Linked DNA regions of Mus musculus: region 1 is linked to region 2. Evidence: chromatin contacts called from public promoter capture Hi-C data. All regions are on one chromosome and are shown on one strand. Each heading gives the region's core, a stretch centred on a gene start, on an enhancer-like site or on the middle of the called end of the contact. The rest is flanking DNA. Distances are from core to core; before and after follow the strand shown. Region 1 holds the start of Psmb10 (proteasome (prosome, macropain) subunit, beta type 10). Region 2 holds the start of Fhod1 (formin homology 2 domain containing 1).

Region 1 (5,966 bases), core at 89-2,588, 590 kb before region 2:
AGTCGCAGCCCGTACATTTGCTGCCCATGAACGAGACAGATCACCTCAACATGGTCTTCAGCAATAAGACACTGGAGCATATCAATGCCATCCTACTGGGTGCCTACCGCACTCCTAAGTCGCCAGCTGCCAGCCCAAGTCCCCCACCCCCTGAATAAAGACCTAGCTGTTATAAATAAGTGCAGGGTGTTTGTTATGGGTTAAGGGGAAGGCACTACTAGGTTCCTTAGATAACCTGCATCACCTGGCTGATGCATGCTTGATCTGGGCTTAGGGGAACACGGGGTTCAGTGGGCTTTGCTAAGGCCCCAGACTGGACTGACTTTGAGATATGTAAATAGATTTTCATTGTCCTAGTTGAGCTGCTCAGGAAGCTTGCTCTGTGGCTTCCTTCTTAGGGGCCCAGGACAATATTCAGATCTGGGTATATGGCTGTTAGAATGGGGACACAGAGAAATAGGATTTGAAGTCGACTTTTGAGTTCTGGTTGGATACAGAAATTTATAATAAAGCATGGTGGTGCACGCCTTCAACTCAACACTTGGGAGGCAGAGGCAGGCAGATCTCTGTAGGCCACTCTGATACACACAGTTCCAGGACAGCCAAGACCACAGAGATTCTGTCCCCAAAACACAAACAAATAAATAGAATTTAAGATATTGGGGCTGGGGATTGTTAATGTAAGAACTTGGATTCCATGACAGCCGGAGCTATACAGAGAAAACCTGTCTCGAAAAAACAAACAAATAAATGGGGCTAGAGAGATGGCTCAGCGTCTGTTGAAAGAAGCTGTTTTTCCAGAGGACCCTGGTTCAATACCCAGCACCCACATGGCTGCTCACAAGTGTCTGTAACTCCAGTTTTAGGGGAGCTGACACCTCACACAGACATGCAGGCAAAACACCAACGCACATAAAATAAGCCATAAAAAAATTAAAAAATTAGGGCCACGTGGTGGTACACATGCCTTTAATCTTCTCATCCAGGCCAACCTTGTCTACAGAGCTTATTCCAGGGCAGACAGGGCTACACTCAACTACACTGAAAAACAGTTTTTCAAGCGCCCCCCCCCCCCAAAAAAAAAGTTTAGGATCTGAAGAAAAGACAGTTCATCTAAAGAAGATTTAATGTGAGACATTAGAGAGAGAGAGAGAGCAAGCACTCAGAAGTTAAGAGCATTTTTTTGCACTTGGAGAGGACCTGAGTTTGGTTCCCAACGCCCACGTGGTGGCACGCCCACATGGTGGCTCATGATCATCTGTAACTTCAGTTCCAGGGAATCTGATGCCCTCTTCTGACCTTGGTGGGCATGTGGCATGCACATACCACATTCACTCACACACATAACTAAGCCTGCAAGGGCTTCATTTCTACTTACTTTTAAGGGGTTATGTGTGTGAGTGTTTTACCTGAATACATGTATGTGCCTGCAGTGCTCAGGGGGTGTCAGCAGAGATGGGAATGGAGGATCTAAGGCGCACCATAGGTCTGGCAAGGAGTGTAATAGCCCCTTCCTCAAGTTATCTGGGACTAGCAGCAAAGACGAAAGTGAAAGAGAAGATGCACACAGCAGCCAACAGCCTCTGAACTAGGGTGGGGGTGAAAGCGAAAGTAGGAAGCGTCCGGAAAAACCCCACAGAAGCCAGGACAGACGCCTCTGCTCCCCCTGGCTGATCCACTCATCGAGACCCCCGCATTCTCACTTGGCCTTCCTGCGAGATGCTGAAGCAGGCAGTGGAACCCACAGGAGGCTTCTCTTTCGAGAACTGCCAGAGGTGAAAGGGGAGTGGAGTTCTAGTCACGAACTGCTGGTGCCTTGTTTTATTGGTGGAGTGGGGGAACCCTATGTTGGGTGACCAAGTAGGGGCTTAAGCCAGGAGATGAGTAGAAATGGGTTTGGGGACCGGTTCAGGGACCCTCCCTTGATGCAGAACTGAAACGCGAGTCACCCCAATGTTTCCAGGAATGCGTCCTTGGAACACGTCCTTCCGGGACTTCGGGTTCCTCATGCACGCAAGACCGGGACTACCATCGCGGGGCTTGTGTTCCGAGTAAGCGGGGTGATAAGGGCTGGAGGGCTAGAAGGGCAGCCACTGCGGAGATCAGGTGGGCATTAAGGCTGGGCTCTGCCTCTGCAGGATGGAGTCATCCTGGGAGCGGACACGCGGGCCACTAACGATTCGGTTGTGGCGGACAAAAGCTGCGAGAAGATCCACTTCATCGCCCCTAAAATCTAGTCAGTATGCCCCGGACCAGTCCCCATATTCAAACATAAGCTGCACTGTCGCTCACTCCCTACTTTGTCCCTGCACGTCCCTGTCCACATCCACCATCCCTTTGTCCCTTAGCTGCTGTGGGGCTGGAGTAGCTGCGGACACTGAGATGACTACGCGGATGGCAGCTTCCAAGATGGAACTACATGCGCTGTCCACCGGCCGTGAGCCTCGGGTGGCCACGGTCACCCGTATCCTGCGCCAGACGCTTTTCCGGTGAGCAAGTGGGGCTAAGATGACCCCTAAACGGGGTATCTGCAGGTGGGTGGAGTTGACAGGAGGCGGGACGTGGAGTGGGGGGGAGCGGGGCTGCGACCTGCAGGGAGACCGGAAGAAGACAGACCAAGCTGAGTTCCGGAAGAGGCAGCGTCAATTGCAGGACGCCAGGCCAAAGGAAGGGGTGGGACTCAGACCAAAAGGCAGTGTAATGGGCGGGGCCTGTCTGCTAACATTAACCCTGCCTGCTCCTCCACAGGTACCAAGGCCACGTGGGGGCATCACTGGTCGTGGGCGGGGTTGATTTGAACGGACCTCAGCTCTACGAGGTGCACCCACATGGTTCCTACAGCCGTCTGCCCTTTACTGCCCTTGGTGAGCTCTTCCACCCTTTAAATCACACGAATCCTGCTCCTGCAACCCCACCTTCAAGGTTTGTACCTCCGCAGCTAACAACTGACTTCGGATGCCCCTTCCCACCTGCAGGCTCTGGTCAGGGTGCAGCCGTGGCACTGTTGGAAGACCGGTTCCAGCCAAACATGACGGTGAGCGACTTCTTCATGCTCACTGGCGGGGAGTGCTGAAAAACCCTAGCCAAGTATAGAAATAAGAAAGGCTTGTAGGTGTGAAGGGGACAACTGAGTAGGGACTGAGTAAAGTTGAAGATGGGAGGGCCAGTCAGGAACCAAGCTTAGACCACAGAGAGAAGCAGAAGCTCACAACGGATCATTACTGAAGGAAGAGGTAAATGATGTTTGAGATTGGACTTGGGAGTGGGATAGAAGTAAGTGACTATGTGCTTCAGAGATAACTAAGGCCCAGAGAGAAACACGTGACAGACTGGGTGGGAAGACAACTTGGGGGGGGGTACATGTAAGCAACACTGAGAAGTTTGTACAGAGGACAGTGAGTGGAGGGCACACAGTTTTGGAGGAGAGGGGGTCAGAAGCCAAGGGACTGGAATTTTCAATGGATGGAGAGAAAGGAGGTTGAGCTTACATAAAGAGCAAATTGTCTAGACTTCAAGATTAACAAGTCCCCTGGTTAGAGTGTGGTAACACTAGGTCCATTTAACCTCATTTCCACTACCCAGCTGGAGGCTGCGCAAGAGCTGTTGGTGGAAGCCATCACAGCAGGGATCCTGAGTGACCTGGGCTCTGGGGGCAATGTGGATGCCTGTGTGATCACTGCAGGGGGTGCCAAGCTGCAGAGAGCATTGAGCACCCCCACCGAGCCTGTGCAGAGGTAAGAGCACAGGAAGGGAGGGCTCTGTGTGTGTTCACACGTGTGCATGGACAGGCTGCATTCTAAAAGGCTGGCCCTCCTCCCTTCTAGAGCTGGCCGTTACCGATTTGCTCCTGGAACCACACCTGTCCTGACCCGGGAAGTGAGACCCCTGACCCTGGAACTTCTTGAGGAAACTGTGCAGGCCATGGAGGTGGAATGAAGTGGCCTGAGATGTAGAGTTTGGAATGAGGGTGAATAAATCCGGGAAACACAAACACTTAAACAGAAGGCTGTGTCTTTCTTGAGAGGAGTGAGCCAAGCATCTGTAGGAGTTTTGTGGCTGAGGTATTCACCTAAGGACGACAGACCCAGTTCTTGGCCTGAGGTCCTCCTCCTCCTCACCTCAGGGATCTATCCGTGCAGAAGCCCAGGACTATAAGCTTTGGGGTAGAAAGCTATATCCTGTCATCCCCAAACCATAGTTCCATATGGTAGAAACTTACCCCACCAGTACCCTGTCTTGGAAGACCCCGATGGACAATCCCCACTGTTAGCCTTTCCCTTTCTTATCAGTAACCACCTTTTTCCACCAGCTACCCTGGGACCTTAGGAGGCTAAAATGCTGATAGAGCAACCACTTCCTGACAAGTTCCCACTAAGCACCTCTCACCACCTACAGTTCCTCTACTTAGGACAGCCCTCAGAGGACCGAACATGTGTGAGCTTGTGAGAAGCTGGGCTTTGTCTACACACGTGGGACTGTGAGGAAGGAGATAGCCTCTGTCCTCTGGGCTGAAAGGGGTGGTGGACTTGCGGGGCAAGATGACACAGCTAATGTTTCATAGCGAGGTCTCTTCACTGAGTGCCAGGCCCTCTGGGTAGAAACACCCTGCCCTGCGAGTAGCTGAGCTCCACTGGGGCTTCAGAATGGATAAGGCACGTTCTCTAGAGAGGTTCTCCTCCAGGCTGGACACCCTTGGCCCCTGATTGTTCCCCCAAGACTTTATTATGAAAAATAGTATATACGATAGTAAAGCGAAAGGGCTAGTTTAGTAAACATCCCTATGTCCACCAGCCTTTATAATTCATATTTCCTCATATCTGATCTGTGTTCTTTATTTACCCGTTCACCTGCTTCACATTTTAGACTGAGGTATTATTATTATTATTTTTTTTTTTTTTTGGTTTTTTCTAGACAGGGTTTCTCTGTATAGCCCTGGCTGTCCTGGAACTCACTTTGTAGACCAGGTTGGCCTCGAACTCAGAAATCTGCCTGCCTCTGCCTCCTGGCACTCAGTGAAGAAGAGTGCTGGGATTAAAGGCGTGCACCACCACACCGGGCTTAGAATGAGGTATTCTTGAGCCTGTCAAAGCCTTTGATGCCCTAGAAAAATTCAAGCCAACTCACCATTGTAACTCTGCATATAGAAGCACCCTCTCTCCACCGGTTCAAGCTCAGCCTGGAGCTCAATAATAAATATGCTGTGCACATATCTCGCCTATGGCAAGCTGAGGTCTAGAAAAAGATTTTCTACTACCAGCTTCAACCCAGGGTCTCTTAGCCACTGAGAGCTCACACTTACCAGTAACATAGGTCTCAGAGAGTCAGACGTATGAGGTTTGCCTTGTGCTGGTAAGAGAATGGCCTCTCTGGGCAAACCTCTGACTCCTGTTCCATACTGATGAGAAATCCAAGATGCTGTCTGTTAGGATTCACAACCTGCTGGAACCTTCCTCCCTGGCCTTCCTGGCAGAGGTTGGCTACATCTGGCCATTCTCTCCACCAGTCATAACACCCCCATGCTCTGAACAGGCTTCTTTGAAACTCCAGTATTCCCAATAGCCCTGGGAATTTCATAGGTCCCAACCACCAACCAGGTTGACACTTTAGACCTAGTTCAGCCGTATGTCCTTGGTACCCAGTGGTCAACACTTGAGGTAGGAGGTGATTCAGAAAGTCAATGGGAAGCCAAGGTTTGGAAAGATGGAAGTGAGAACCTCACACCTGGGTACTTGATAATTCCAAGGACTTTGGTCTGAGAAGTCCTCTCCTTAAAGCAGGTGTGGGGCTATGCCAAGACCACACAGCTGGCCTAGTCTCAGGCCCAAGACTTCTGCCCAAGGACAAGGATGTCCATAAATAAAGCGCCAGACCATCTCAACACCATTCCTTATTTGTCACAATGCTACTGCTCAGCCTAACCCTTAGCCTGGTCCTCCTTGGCTCCTCCTGGGGTAAGTGGGCTGGGA
Region 2 (6,148 bases), core at 2,964-5,463:
TTTTTCTCATCTGCTCCCCCTACCCTCCCCCCCACCCCAAAAGAAAGCACTTAGCACATTGATTTATAGTAAATACTCAATAAACCTTTGCTATTAATATAACCCAATCTATGCTAACATATGTACACATAGCTCCTTTTAGATGCACCTTGGGCCTCTCAACCTAATGTACATATTTCATTCAATAGCTCAGTTTAAAAGGCTTTCTGTAGCTGGGTACCGTGGCACATGCTTTAAGGCCAGCACTCAGGAAGCAAGTAGAGGCAGGCAGACCCCTGTGCGTGTGAGTTCCAGACTAGCCAGGGCTGTATAGTACTCTCAGTCTCAATAAAGAAAGAAGGAAAGGAAGGGAGGAAGAGAGAGAGAGAGAGAGAGAGAGAGAGAGAGACCGAGCAAGCTTTGCAGAGAGCAGTCAGATCTCAAAGCCCCTTGACCTTATCAGGGTCTAATGATGTGATCCTAGGAAATAAATTTATTTATTTATTTATTTATTTATTTATTTATTTATTTATAACGTGTATTTGTGTACCACATGAGTGCAGGAGCCCACAGATCCTCTGGAAATTGAGCCATGGTCTGACGTTAGCTGCCATGTGGGTCCTGGGAACTGAACCTGGGTCCTCAACCGGAGGTGCTCTTAGCCACTGACCCAAGTCTCCAAACCATCAGGCGAGTTCTTTGATCTACCTAAACTTCAGTTTCTCTCCTTTGGCGTAAGAAAAACATCCATCGCAAAGGGCAGGGACAGAGTATACAAGATGGGCAAGTGTGCCTAGCTTGGTGTCAGACACACAGTAGGCTCTCAACAAATATTAATTACATTTGACTCTGGAGAAAAGAAACATATCTGTCTCTAGGGGAAGAGGGTCTAAGAAAAGGATTTCTGACATTATTGCTTCTCCTACCTTTGTCCCTAATATGGTTCTCCCTTGGGTTCTTGCATGTTGGACACAGCCCATATGGCCCAGTCCCTCGGGCAGATAGGGGAAAGATCCTTATTAACCTTAAGCTTATGCCAAAGCAAGGCCCTTTGGAAACTGCACCCAAAGGCCCTACATCTTATCTAGAACATAGGGGACTCTGCATCTATATGTACTGAATGAAAGGAAATGTATGGAATGAAAGGGCATTCTAGTTTTGAAACTGGAAGGTGTTCCAGAATACTGTGAATGCCACCCCGCCCCCCCCCATCCTTTTTCGCTGGAGAGGACTCATTGTCTTCCTCTGTAGGAGGTATTATCCAAACTAGAAAAGGCACTGTTTATTTAGGATGTTTAAAGCTATAAACTTTAAGTAAGAGAAGGCTGTTCTACAACCCATGGGCTTGTCCACAAACGCAGTCCTTACTCCAAGTTGAAGCTGCTTTCTACACCTTGCTGCTGGGCCTCTAAGGTGAGCTCAGACACAGGTCCTCCTCTCTCCAGCCCCATCTCTGGTTTCCTTCTTCCCTGAGCATGTCCCATCCCCATCCCTGCAAACCCACGACCTACGAAAAAATCAGTTCTCTGGCAGAATCAGGTCCCCTGAAGATACTTAGAGCTCCATTATTAATTGAGGGCTGCCAAGGTGGAGTGGAGAGTTCTATCACATCTCCATTTCCCGTTCTATACCCCCAGCAATATCCCAGGAGAAGGAGGCAAACACTAGGCTGTGGGATTCCTACATGAAGGTTTCACTGGGGAGACTGGAGTACAAGCTGTGCCAGCATAGATGGAGAGTGAGTAGCAGCGCTCAGCTATAATTAGTCACCCCCACAGCAGAGCTTGAACAACAGTGAGAAAGGAGGAGGGTCTCCATCGAGGAGGAGGGACCACTGGCTGCCAGAAAGCGGGGAGAGGCAAGGAAAAGCATCTCTGATGGGGGAAAAATGTGTGAACCTGAAGCACAGCCTTCAATGTGAGGGCGGAAAGAGGGAGAACATATGAAAGCACCCAGGGTAGCCAGCACACAGTCAAGATCCAATAAACGCAAGTTTTTTAAACATCGAAAAGAGGAATGTGAATTGGAGGGTGAGGTTGCAAATGGGCTATAGAAGGTGGCAACAGCTTTAAGTGGAGTAGAGAGATATGCTATAGGAAAAGTGGCCTTTTAGCTATCTCAGGAGATATTAAAATCTCAGACTCTTGGCCGTCTCTCCAGGGCAGGAAAATTTCTCAGAACCAGAATGCCTAGGGTTTCCAGGAGAATATCATCCCTTCAGTGTCCCCTTGCGTCCTCATTGCTGACAGGTTTCTGAGAAGCTGGACGTCTGGAGGAGAGGCCTTACTGACGTTTATTGAGGAGAGCTAACTGCAAGGGGAAGGGGAAACTGGGGGAAAGAGTCTAAGGATGGAACGGTGAGAGGAGAGCGGCGACAGGCAGCTCTTAGGAAGGCAAATCCCCTGAACTACCAACCAAGAAGGGAGACCCACAAGAGAGCAGGAAATGGGAGAGAACCCAGATTTGTGGAATTGGAGCCTAAGTCCCCGCACAATGCAAGACGCAAATCTGGAGACCTAGGGGCTTGGGGGCGGGTCCTCTGCGGGCCGCTAGCCTGGCGTGCGGGCGCGCGAACACACACACACACACACACACACACACACACACACACACACACACACACACACTCACCGATTTTGGCTAAGCTGGCCACCAGGATCCACAGGGCCACCAGGTAGGGCGCCTCCACCTCGTGCCACTGCCAGCGGAAGAGCGCCAAGCCTGGAGGAGGCTCACCCAACGGCCCGGACTCCTGGGTGGGTTCTTCTGTGGCCCCCGCCCCCGCCAGGGGCAACCCGGGCAGAAGAAGCAGTGCGGCGCTCAGCATCTTGCTGTCCTCCGGGCACTGCACGGCCGCCGGCCCCGCGTCGCTGCCGCCGCCGCCGCCGCCGCTGCCGCCGCCTACCCGGCGCCCCCGCGTCACAGGCACGTGGGGCTCACTCCCCCCAATCCGAGCTCCGATACCCCCAGGCCAGGTCCGGACCCCGAGACCCTGCCCAGGATCCTAGCAGTTAGGATCCCCTCCTCCATCTCTTCTAGGTTAATCTCATCTCCGGAAATTCCCCAGCATAACCCTCCTAACCCCTCGAGTCCTGAAACCCACTCTTTCGAGTGTGCTCTCCTAAACCGCCTCTCCTCCGGATTCAGAAAGGTGACCAGCCACCGCGTCCCGGAGCACCAAGAAGGACGGGGGTCTCGGGAAGCAGAGACAAGCGCAGCTACTGCAGAACACCGCCCAGCAGCGGGCCACCCGTCCCAGGTGCTCAGGCTGCGGGTCCCAGTGCTAAGCTGAGAAAACCGCAGGGGGCGGTGCGCTGCCGCCTTCCAGCACGATCTCCAAAACCTGGGACCCCCCTACCGGACCACAGCTGCGCACGCGCACTGGGCACACCCAGAAAGCCTAATGGACAACGGTGCTCTCAACGTACCCAGAAACCTCAAGGCCGGGACGGACCCGGCTCTTTCCAGGCTGAAAAGCTGGCTATTCCTCATCTCTCCAGAGCCCAGAGGCGCCGCCTTCCCTTTCCTTCAAACTACAGGGAACTGTTTGCCTATTCCATGGATCTGAGAGGACCTTATGGAATTCCCTTTAAATTAGGAACAACTTGGGGCATTTGACTCATCTCGCCCCAAACCGAAGAATGTCTCCACTTTTCATTCATCACCCAAGCCGAAAAAACATGTGCTACCTGCCTCCTCACAGTGACTCATCCCATTCTTTTTCGAGAAAGAGCACCCGTCCTCTTTTTTTTTGCCCCCACAGCTAAAGGGGACTGAATCCACCTCTTCTTTCAAATATAAAATCTATTTCCACTTCTTATTCCACATTGAAAGAGATTCTTCTTACTGCTTTCCCCAAATGAGAGAAATGCTTTCATTTGTCTTTCAAGCTAGCAATTAGTCCCATCTCGTCCCTTGAGAGTGGCCCAGCTACCCAGATTATCCGAAGAGATTTACCCCCCCCCCCCCATCTGCCCTAAAAATCCTTACAAAGATCCGCTGCAGCCTCGCCCATACCAAATCTAAAGAAAGTCTCCCCGCCCTCTGCTCTGAGGCGGAGCGGGAGCTCGGGTTTTCCCGCCCTCCTAGCAATGGAACTAACGGGATCACCAGCTCTCTGAGTGGCTGGCCCAAGCGCCGCCTCCGGCGGTGGTTAACCCCGAGCGCGCGCTCGCCGCTCAGTCTTGGCTCCACCCCCTTCCTTGGTCCTACCTTCATCTGGCTCCGCCCCTCGAGCCGCGAGCGTCCGGCCCAGCCTGGCCCGGCCCTAACAGCAAAGTTTAGTCGAGTTGAAGTTGCAGCATTTGCAGGGGACACAAGAGGCGTCCAGCGGTAGCCGGTGGCAGAGCCATGGCGGGCGAGGAAGAGCGCGGGGATGGGGACCCAGTATCCGTGGTAACTGTGAGAGTGCAGTACCTGGAAGACACCGACCCTTTCGCTTGTGCCAACTTCCCGGAACCACGCCGGGCCCCCACCTGCAGCCTGGACGGGGCTCTGCCCCTGAGTGCGCAGATCCCTGCTCTGCACCGACTCCTGGGGGCGCCTCTTAAGGTGAGGGGCGCTGCGGAGGTTGAGGTGGGCGGTGGACAGACAGTGCTTCTAGGAGAGAGATCGTCACGGGCGGGTGCTCGCCTCCAGAAAAGTCTCCGGCCGGGGTCCTAAGGTCTATGCTCCTCTGCCTACAGGGGGAGACTCAAGTTGAGGGGACAGTATAGAAGCCAAATGAGAGTTTGTGATTTGTTCCACTCGGGCTTCCCTTGAAAGTTAGGCCCTCCTGAAGAGGTGCTTGGAGTCCCCTCGCTGCCTCTTTGCCAGGGTTGCTGCTGTGGTTGTAGCGGATTGGGGAAGTGGAGTTGGGAAGGGACAGACTTCCACCTGCTCCAGGTAGTCGGGGGCGGGGCCCCAAAGAGGGGCGGGTTTAGGGAGCAATCATAGAAGGGATCGAGGCTACCGGCTGGGTTGGGTCCTTGGAATACAGTCTCTCCAGCGCTGTTGAAGACTGGAGTCCCAGCCAGGATGAGAGGAGTCCCTTGGAAGCGGCCGTGCGCTCATGGGAGGCTGCCCGGGTGGGAAAGCCCTTTGCGTCACCGCCCCCATGGTCCCTTAGGCCCGCCGCTGGTGGCCTACGCCTGGAAGGGAGGGGGTGGATCAGTCTAATTTTAAACCGCTGGCCTACCCTAGTTGCCGACGTTCCTAGGCCGACTTTGCTCAGTTAGAGAGGCATTTTTCCGTATGTCCAGCAGGACCACCCCTCCCCTCCTGCTGGCCTCCCCTCCACCTCCCCGCAGGCATCCCTTTCCGGCTTGCTTTTTCCGGGCCAGGACTCCCAGAGGCATACACACTACCACCCCCCAGGGTTCCTGACCTGCGGGTTAGCTGGGAGCTGTGAGGGAGATGGGAGGGAGTTGATGGGGTGCCACAATTGGGCGCGGGGTTGCGTAAACATGGCCCTTAGCCCCGGGGTCTCCCCTGGAATGTGCCCTAGGCTCCAGGCCTCTAAACTGCATTCCTCGCGTTGCAGCCAGCCCTGCCTCCAAGTGCAGTCAGGAGGGGGTCGGCGAAACTTGGCCTGGGGAGTGGCCAGTGGCCAGGCAGAGCCCCAGCTCTTTAAGACCACAGCTGGAAGAATGCAGCATACTGCCCACCTCCAGAGTTTTCTGCGTAGTCTACTTTGTGTTCTTCTACTGCTCTGTTCAGAGGGGTCTGGAGGAAGCTTGCCCAGTCTGAGGTCACCTGGCATTTAGTATACGGACTACAGAGAAAAGGGTGCAGAATTGCAACTGTTTAGACAGACCAGGGAGAAAGGGGTGTGGAACTGAGTCCACTTACCCGCAATACTAATGAAAATCCGTGGCCAGGAATAAGGTGATGACGGAGACGGTAGCACTTTGCCTAGTATGTGCAAGGCCCTGGGTTCGATCCCCAGTATCACAAATCCATGCATGTATAAGGCTAGAGAGCAGACGATACTTCTCTTACTCTAGACCCTTCTTCACAGTGGGACCAGGCCTGGCGTGTTCAAAAACGAGATTCAGAACCTCTTCTTCATTTAGAAAACTCATTGCATGTTTTTATCTGTACAACAAGGCCCCTGAGTTCAGTGTGCGTGGTGTGTGTGTGTGTGTGTGTGTGTGTGTGTGTGTGTGTGTGTGTAGAAATATGAATGGAT

Evidence for each region. Promoter capture Hi-C pulls out the DNA fragments that hold promoters and counts their contacts.
Region 1: a promoter capture Hi-C map of neural stem cells shows a contact between it and region 2. The contact joins the promoter of Psmb10 here to the promoter of Fhod1 in region 2. A contact is called at or near these places in 10 of 39 promoter capture datasets (the 3T3-L1 cell line, 3T3-L1-derived adipocytes, the HPC-7 cell line and 7 more) and 1 of 484 Hi-C or Micro-C datasets (LSK cells).

Annotation. Positions count from the first base shown.
Region 1 is chr8:105,933,764-105,939,729 of GRCm38.p6, reverse strand. It overlaps Psmb10 (proteasome (prosome, macropain) subunit, beta type 10), which reads left to right and starts at 1,338. Exons shown (of 8, transcript NM_013640.3): 1 at 1,338-1,775; 2 at 1,964-2,051; 3 at 2,139-2,236; 4 at 2,349-2,489; 5 at 2,749-2,864; 6 at 2,976-3,034; 7 at 3,583-3,734; 8 at 3,825-4,002. The coding sequence starts at 1,720. The coding sequence ends at 3,936. It overlaps Lcat (lecithin cholesterol acyltransferase), which reads left to right. Exons shown (of 6, transcript NM_008490.2): 6 at 1-179. The coding sequence ends at 158. It overlaps Ctrl (chymotrypsin-like), which reads left to right and starts at 5,868. Exons shown (of 7, transcript NM_023182.2): 1 at 5,868-5,951. The coding sequence starts at 5,900.
Region 2 is chr8:105,346,035-105,352,182 of GRCm38.p6, reverse strand. It overlaps Fhod1 (formin homology 2 domain containing 1), which reads left to right and starts at 4,213. Exons shown (of 22, transcript NM_177699.4): 1 at 4,213-4,530. The coding sequence starts at 4,330. Slc9a5 (solute carrier family 9 (sodium/hydrogen exchanger), member 5) reads right to left here and starts at 3,925. Exons shown (of 16, transcript NM_001081332.1): 1 at 2,611-3,925. The coding sequence starts at 2,806. It overlaps Gm46049 (a long non-coding RNA gene), which reads right to left. Exons shown (of 4, transcript XR_003947441.1): 2 at 5,809-5,988; 3 at 5,345-5,731; 4 at 4,527-5,108.